2 separate regions of the Rattus norvegicus genome follow, and region 2 is linked to region 1. The links are chromatin contacts, called in public Hi-C maps. All regions are on one chromosome and are shown on one strand. The core of a region is the stretch at or near the end of the contact, and the rest is flanking DNA. Distances in the headings are between cores, read along the strand shown. Region 1 overlaps Gulp1 (GULP PTB domain containing engulfment adaptor 1). Region 2 overlaps Col5a2 (collagen type V alpha 2 chain).

Region 1 (3,030 bases), core at 437-2,936:
TTCTGTGCCACCATTATCCCAGTATATTTTACATGTAGGAGATTGTAGGTCAAAGGTTTTATGGTTGGGTTTCTCTCCCGGTAGCTTGAAGAGTACCTTCCTGTATGAAAGAGAGTACACAGATAGAAAAAGTTCCATGTAGGTACCAGTTTGATGCTTTCAAGTTCAATGAGAAACGTGGGTATTGTACCCAACAATGGGATGCTGCTGTCCATTTGTAGAGAGCAAGCCTTTGTCTTAGCAACAGCAACACAACCAGACTGTTTGGGGATTTCCATGGGAACCCCTTGGCCAACAATTCAATTAAATGCAACCCAATTTGGCCACTGGAAGCCTAGCCTGGCTACAAGAGATAGTCAGCAGAGACTCCATATCCTCTATTACTAGGAATCTTCATTAAGATCACATTTATGGGTTCCAGGAAATTTCTTTCCACTGCAGTAAGTTTCCACACAACTTCCCAAATATCCCCCAATTCTAGCTTCTCTACCCATAATCTCTCCCTCCACCCCATGGCCCTTCCCAGCCACTTGATTCCCTGTTTCTGTCCCTACCTGCCACTAGTCTATTCTATTTCCCCATCCCAAGGGAGAACCCAGTTTCACCTCTAGAGCCTTCCTCTTTGGGTTGGTTAACATTTATTTAATTTAATGCATTTTATCATTTATTCCACCTTTTTGGGTCTAGGATACCTTACTTAGGATGATTTTTTTCTAGTTCTATTCATTTGCCTGAAAATTGCATGTCATTTATTTTAACAGCTGAATAATACTCTATTTTGTGTAATTCTTTTATTGTTCAGAATTGTTTTAGAAATTCCAATTGTGGTTTGTTCATTTATTTTTAATTTTCCATATGAACAGGTCTCTAAAGAATTGTGTTGGAATTTTGATAGGGATTGCATTGAATTTATAGACTGCTTTGGTAAGATGGCCAATTAAACTATTTTAATCCCTCTGATCCATGAGCATAAGAGATTTTTCTATTTTCTGATACTTTCTTCCAATCCTTTCAAAGACTTTAAGTTTTTATAATACAGGCCTTTCATCTGCATATGGAGAAGTACCCCCCAAGATATTTTATATTATCTGAGATTATTGTGAAAGGTATTATTTCCCTGATTTGTTCCTCATTCGGTTTGACTTTTGTATATAAAAGAACTATTTTTTTAAAAAAAATTCTTGTATTCAGTTACTTTGCTGGATACTTTGCTGGTGTTTATCGGCTGTAAGAGTTCCCTGGTGGGATTTTTATGTATCCTATCATATAATGTATCCTATCATATAATCTGAAAATTATTTGGCACTACTTTGTATTTTTCCTACTTATTTGCTAAATAATTCCTAAATAAGTTCTAAATTATTGATCAGTTGAAGAAAAAGTAAAAGAAAACAGAAATACACTGCACAGAATGAAATACAGTGATGAAGACCTGGGCTGATGAATTTGTCTTGACAGTGACTTTTAAAGGCTATCTACCACATTAAAGCAGCTTTGTGTGTGTCAAGTGAGTTTCATTAACTAAAGTCTTTCGAACTGGGGACAGAAATATATATCCTGCTTATGTTTCAGGGATGCTGGTGAAATAATAGCAATGTTCCGGTGTGTGTTCTTACTGAGGCATAACAAATTGTGAACACACATTGAGTCCTGGTATTTGTACTGAATGTACTGAAACAGACACTGTCTGAAAACAAAATTCATCATGATAACTGTGCTAAGTTTTAGAGGATCACACTTTTAGATACTTACTATTTTCTTAAATATCAGCTTAAGCATAAGAAACAGAAAAATGAACATTTTAGCAAACAGAATATGGAAATATTTATATTCTTGCACAAATTATTACATTAAAATTTTCAAACTTTGAATTCTTTACAGTTACACAGTAGTCAATATTTAAATTTTTAGAAACATTTTGTTAAAACTCAAGCAGATGCCATGAGGTACAGGGGGTAGAAAATACCATTATTGAAAATTCATTAAGCTTTTCATCACCCTGAATGATGTTTAAATTTCTAATTATCAAAACTCAAAAATCAAACACATTTAAAATGCAAACTTTGAAAGGGGAGTAAATATAAATAACATTTTGATTACACAAGAAAAAATCTGAGTATAGCACTGCAATATATGTATTAAAGAGTCAGGATTGTGTTTGAAAAAAATACGGAGAAAATCAAAATGAGGTCCTGAACAGTTGGTACTTTCCATTTCTAGTGGAGCCACAGCACCACCATCTGGTCTTATTTATATGACAGCAAAATTAAAATAAGTACTAATATTGCTATAGTTTGTATGATAGCTTCTGACCTCAAACACAACATAAAAGAAATATGACAACAAATTTACATAAAACCATTGTTTTCTTCATGTTTACTAGTAAAAGATTCTCTTCGACTAAGAACCTAAGAAACACATTTTTCCCTAAGAAACAAATTTTTCAGTCAAAATAGTTTATTTATTAAATGCATATTAATTGTAAAAGATACATTTAATAAAACCTACTGCCCACTAAGTGTACACTTAAACTATCTTATTGGTTTCCATTATATTCCCCAATAATATTCATTTCTTAGTGTGAAATTATACAGAAATGTCATATAGTATATATAAGTCATAGTTTTAGAAGCCATTTAAATTGGTTTCAGGTATGAGATGTTGAATGAAGAATTCCCAAGATATAAAGAAATATCGCCAAAATAATTGTTCTTTTAAGATACCTTCTGATTGCAGTAAAGTTGGGCTTAAATCAGGATTTGTATCACTTTAAAAACAATTATATAGAATCATAGTTTAAGTGTTGCCACAAGCTGAATAGTCTTTCAATAAAACCCTCTACACTTAGATAGAAATGCTGCTCGGATAAAGCCCAGCCTCAATTACCACCCAAAGAACATTGTAAAGAAATGGCTGCTAAGCGCATTCTTCCCAAATGAAAGAGGATGTTATCTTGGGACCCCACAGAATGTATACTTAGGGAACTTCTGTGTCAAATATTCGACAGAATGAATGGATGAAATCACTTCC
Region 2 (3,100 bases), core at 424-2,923, 660 kb before region 1:
GACACAAATGATCACATATTCACACATACATGTTCACACACATATATACATTATACATGTACACACAAACATGCAGACATACACAGACCCACACACAGACTTTACACATACAAAGAAAATTAAAATATTTAAAACACACTTATTAATACCTTTAATTTATTTAACAAGTCCTACTGTGTGCAATTTAGAAGCCCAGTGATGTTCCATTTATACCCATGCTAAGCATTTGTGAAAATCAGTAAACTCTATCTACATATTTCATTTAGTACTTGAGGATGAAGAAGACATAACTACCACCATGATCTAAAAGTATATTTATTATATTTTATTATGTTGATTAGAAATACTGACTTGGCAGAACTGTCAACCAGATTTCCATTTTTATGACTTCCTACTCACCTCACATGCTTTGGCCTCTTTATTCCAACAACTCTGCTTCCATGGCTAGTCTTCTTTTGTCTCTGGTCTCTTAAATTTTCCATCTCCCCTGGTTAATTTTTAAGTTGGCTATTTGAAGAATTCCAGACTCTGAGAAAAAAAATTAACACTCTTCAAATCAAGTCTCCCATGCTTTTTGATTACAATAATTCAAAATTGTTCCATGTTAATGAAATCTCATACAGTAAGAAGTGAAGTCACATCTCATAGATCCTCACCTCACTTTTCATCCTTAAGGCCAGCTTTAGGATACCTAAAACATGATTTGTGTGTTTTCTAAGTTACCCATGGCACTATTGACTGGTTGGTTTGGTTTGTGATAATTTTCTAAGAATTCAGACTTATATATGTAAAGTTTAAACTACAAATATTTATACTTATTAAAATTTTATTTTTAAAGTTTTTTAACTTAAAATTAATGTTTTATTTGCATATATTAATTGTACATAACAATGGGTTTTCATTATATCATCTTTATATATATATACAGAATTTGATAATGTTCATTCTTGAATTTTCCTTTTTTTTTCTTTCTTTTTTTCTTTTTTTTTCTTTTTTTAGGAGCTGGGGACTGAACCCAGGGCCTTGTGCTTGCTAGGCAAGCGCTTTACCACTGAGCTAAATCCCCAATCCCGAATTTTCCTTTTCTATTAATCTTCTTTCTCTGCCCAAGCACCCATTCTTCTACCTCCACACTTTAAAGATCTTTTTACTCCTTAGTAGCTAGCATGCACAATAAGCTAAAAATAACTTATTGATTGAACTTAATTTTAGTTAAACTGATTTTATTTTATAAGGTTTGACATTAAGTTTTGTTGTCCTCATACAGAAATAAAATTTCATGAAGCCTGCATTTCTCTCATCCCTGTTTCTTGTGCTTCAGCGAATAATTTAACGTGTAGATAAGAAAGACTGTTTATACTTTTAATATATGTTGTGAAAGAAAGAAATGTTCCAGAGAACTCAGTGGCTGGATAATTTTAAACTGACATTGGAAATAATCTAACAAAGACTGTCGGTTTCATAAACTATTAACTTAGCTTGTTATTTAAGTTAGGCTGCTGTGGAACTGAAGCATCAAACTGGCCGTCTACCAGGACTATGTGCTTGCCAAGATCTTCCCTTTTTAAGTTGGTTTACTTTATTAGAACAATCCATTAGCACATGTGCAGGCCCTTGCCCTAAAGACAATGGGTGTGTACAGGCACGGTCATCTGTCCTTATGGCACAGATGATTCACAATGAAATCATCACGACTGTTACTCAAATTTAATCTCTGATTCCATATTCCTCCCAGAAGAGCAAGACTGGGGCATGCCGTTATGGCCCTCTAGTCAGTCTTCACTTTCCAGGTTCTAAAATACATTCAGCATTTTAAAAATGTAAGTTGAGGAGTTGAAGAGATGGCTCAGCTGGTAAGAGCACCAGTTGTCTCAGAGAACCCAGGTTTGATTCTCAGTACCCTCATGGTGGCTTTCAACTATCTATAAGTCCAGTACTAGAGGATACAATATTCTTGTATGGCATCCAAGAACACCAGGCATAACATGTGGTACACAGGCAAACCTATGAGCAAAACACTCATCTACCTAAAATAAAATAATCTAAAAATAATATAAATACAATGTGACACAAATATAATGTAACTTTTTTTCCACTTGTTTTTAAGGGTCCTATTGGCCCAAGGGGACCTCAGGGTTTACAAGGACAGCAAGTAAGTGTCTTTTATAATTAATTTATATGCTGTAATAAAGAAGGCTCAGGACTCATTACTACTTTGGACTGAACATTAAACTGTAGAATTCTCACTTGGAATGACATCTACCAATTTTTCCTACTGATTTAGAAGCACATGTAGCCTTCTTTGTTGATAGTTTATTTTTTTTAAATAATGTGCGTGTGTGCATGTGCATGTGTGTGTGTGTGTGCATATGTGTGTGTGTGTGTGTGTGTGTGTATGTGTGTGTGTGTAGACTAGAGGCTGAAGTCATGTATCTTCATTGTTCTTTGCTTGATTTCTTGAAACATGGTCCCTTGCTGAACGTGACCACTCATTAGTTTAGCGAGTCAGGTGACTAATTTGCTCCAAAGATGCCCTGTTCCCATTTCTGTTTACCAAGCACTGGGATTAGGGTGGCCACCATATCTGCCCAGCTTTCACATGAGTGGTGGAGTGGCCCACAGTGTGATCATTCTCATGATTGCATAGGAAATGCTTAATCCACTGAGATATTCCCTAGTCCTCATAGTTTCTTACTTGCCCCACATATTTGTCATCTGATTTCTTTACGTGACTGCCCTCTAACACTTGGAGTTATGTTATGTGTCCTTGCTTCGAAAAAACAGAACATACTTCTTGTCTTATAACATTCCCATAATTGATTTTTCCAAGTCTCTGGCTTTACAATTAGATAATAAAAGGCCACTTGCAATTAATATTTTTTTTGTGTGAATTAAAGCCAAGGTGGTTATTCTGGGGAATCTTACTTGAAGAATGTTCTAAAACTACATAGTTCCTTCTCACATCTAACAAGTGCAGGTAAAACTATGATGCAGAAATATTTGACTCTTTATAATAATTTAATGGCTATTACCTAATAATATTTCAAAAGAAAAATCTTTACCTTAACCAAGGTAATCACGTTGTCATGATCATTTGTAT

The links. Hi-C and Micro-C count contacts between places; a contact is called where the count stands out from the background.
Region 2: a Hi-C map of the Rat2 cell line shows a contact between it and region 1, with 12 times the contacts expected there. The contact joins two enhancer-like sites. A contact is called at or near these places in 3 of 12 Hi-C or Micro-C datasets (the A7r5 cell line, the Rat2 cell line and frontal cortex).

The regions. Positions count from the first base shown.
Region 1 is chr9:54,323,402-54,326,431 of GRCr8, reverse strand. All of the region lies in intron 4 of Gulp1 (GULP PTB domain containing engulfment adaptor 1), which reads right to left. Among named protein-coding and RNA genes, the nearest start is that of Gulp1, 210 kb to the right of the region's middle. Within about 2 kb of position 1,686, at least 5 of the 93 cell types and tissues checked have an H3K27ac peak or open chromatin away from gene starts, as enhancers often do.
Region 2 is chr9:54,985,299-54,988,398 of GRCr8, reverse strand. Col5a2 (collagen type V alpha 2 chain) reads left to right here. Exons shown (of 54, transcript NM_001399195.1): 9 at 2,108-2,152. Among named protein-coding and RNA genes, the nearest start is that of Col5a2, 100 kb to the left of the region's middle. Within about 2 kb of position 1,673, at least 6 of the 93 cell types and tissues checked have an H3K27ac peak or open chromatin away from gene starts, as enhancers often do.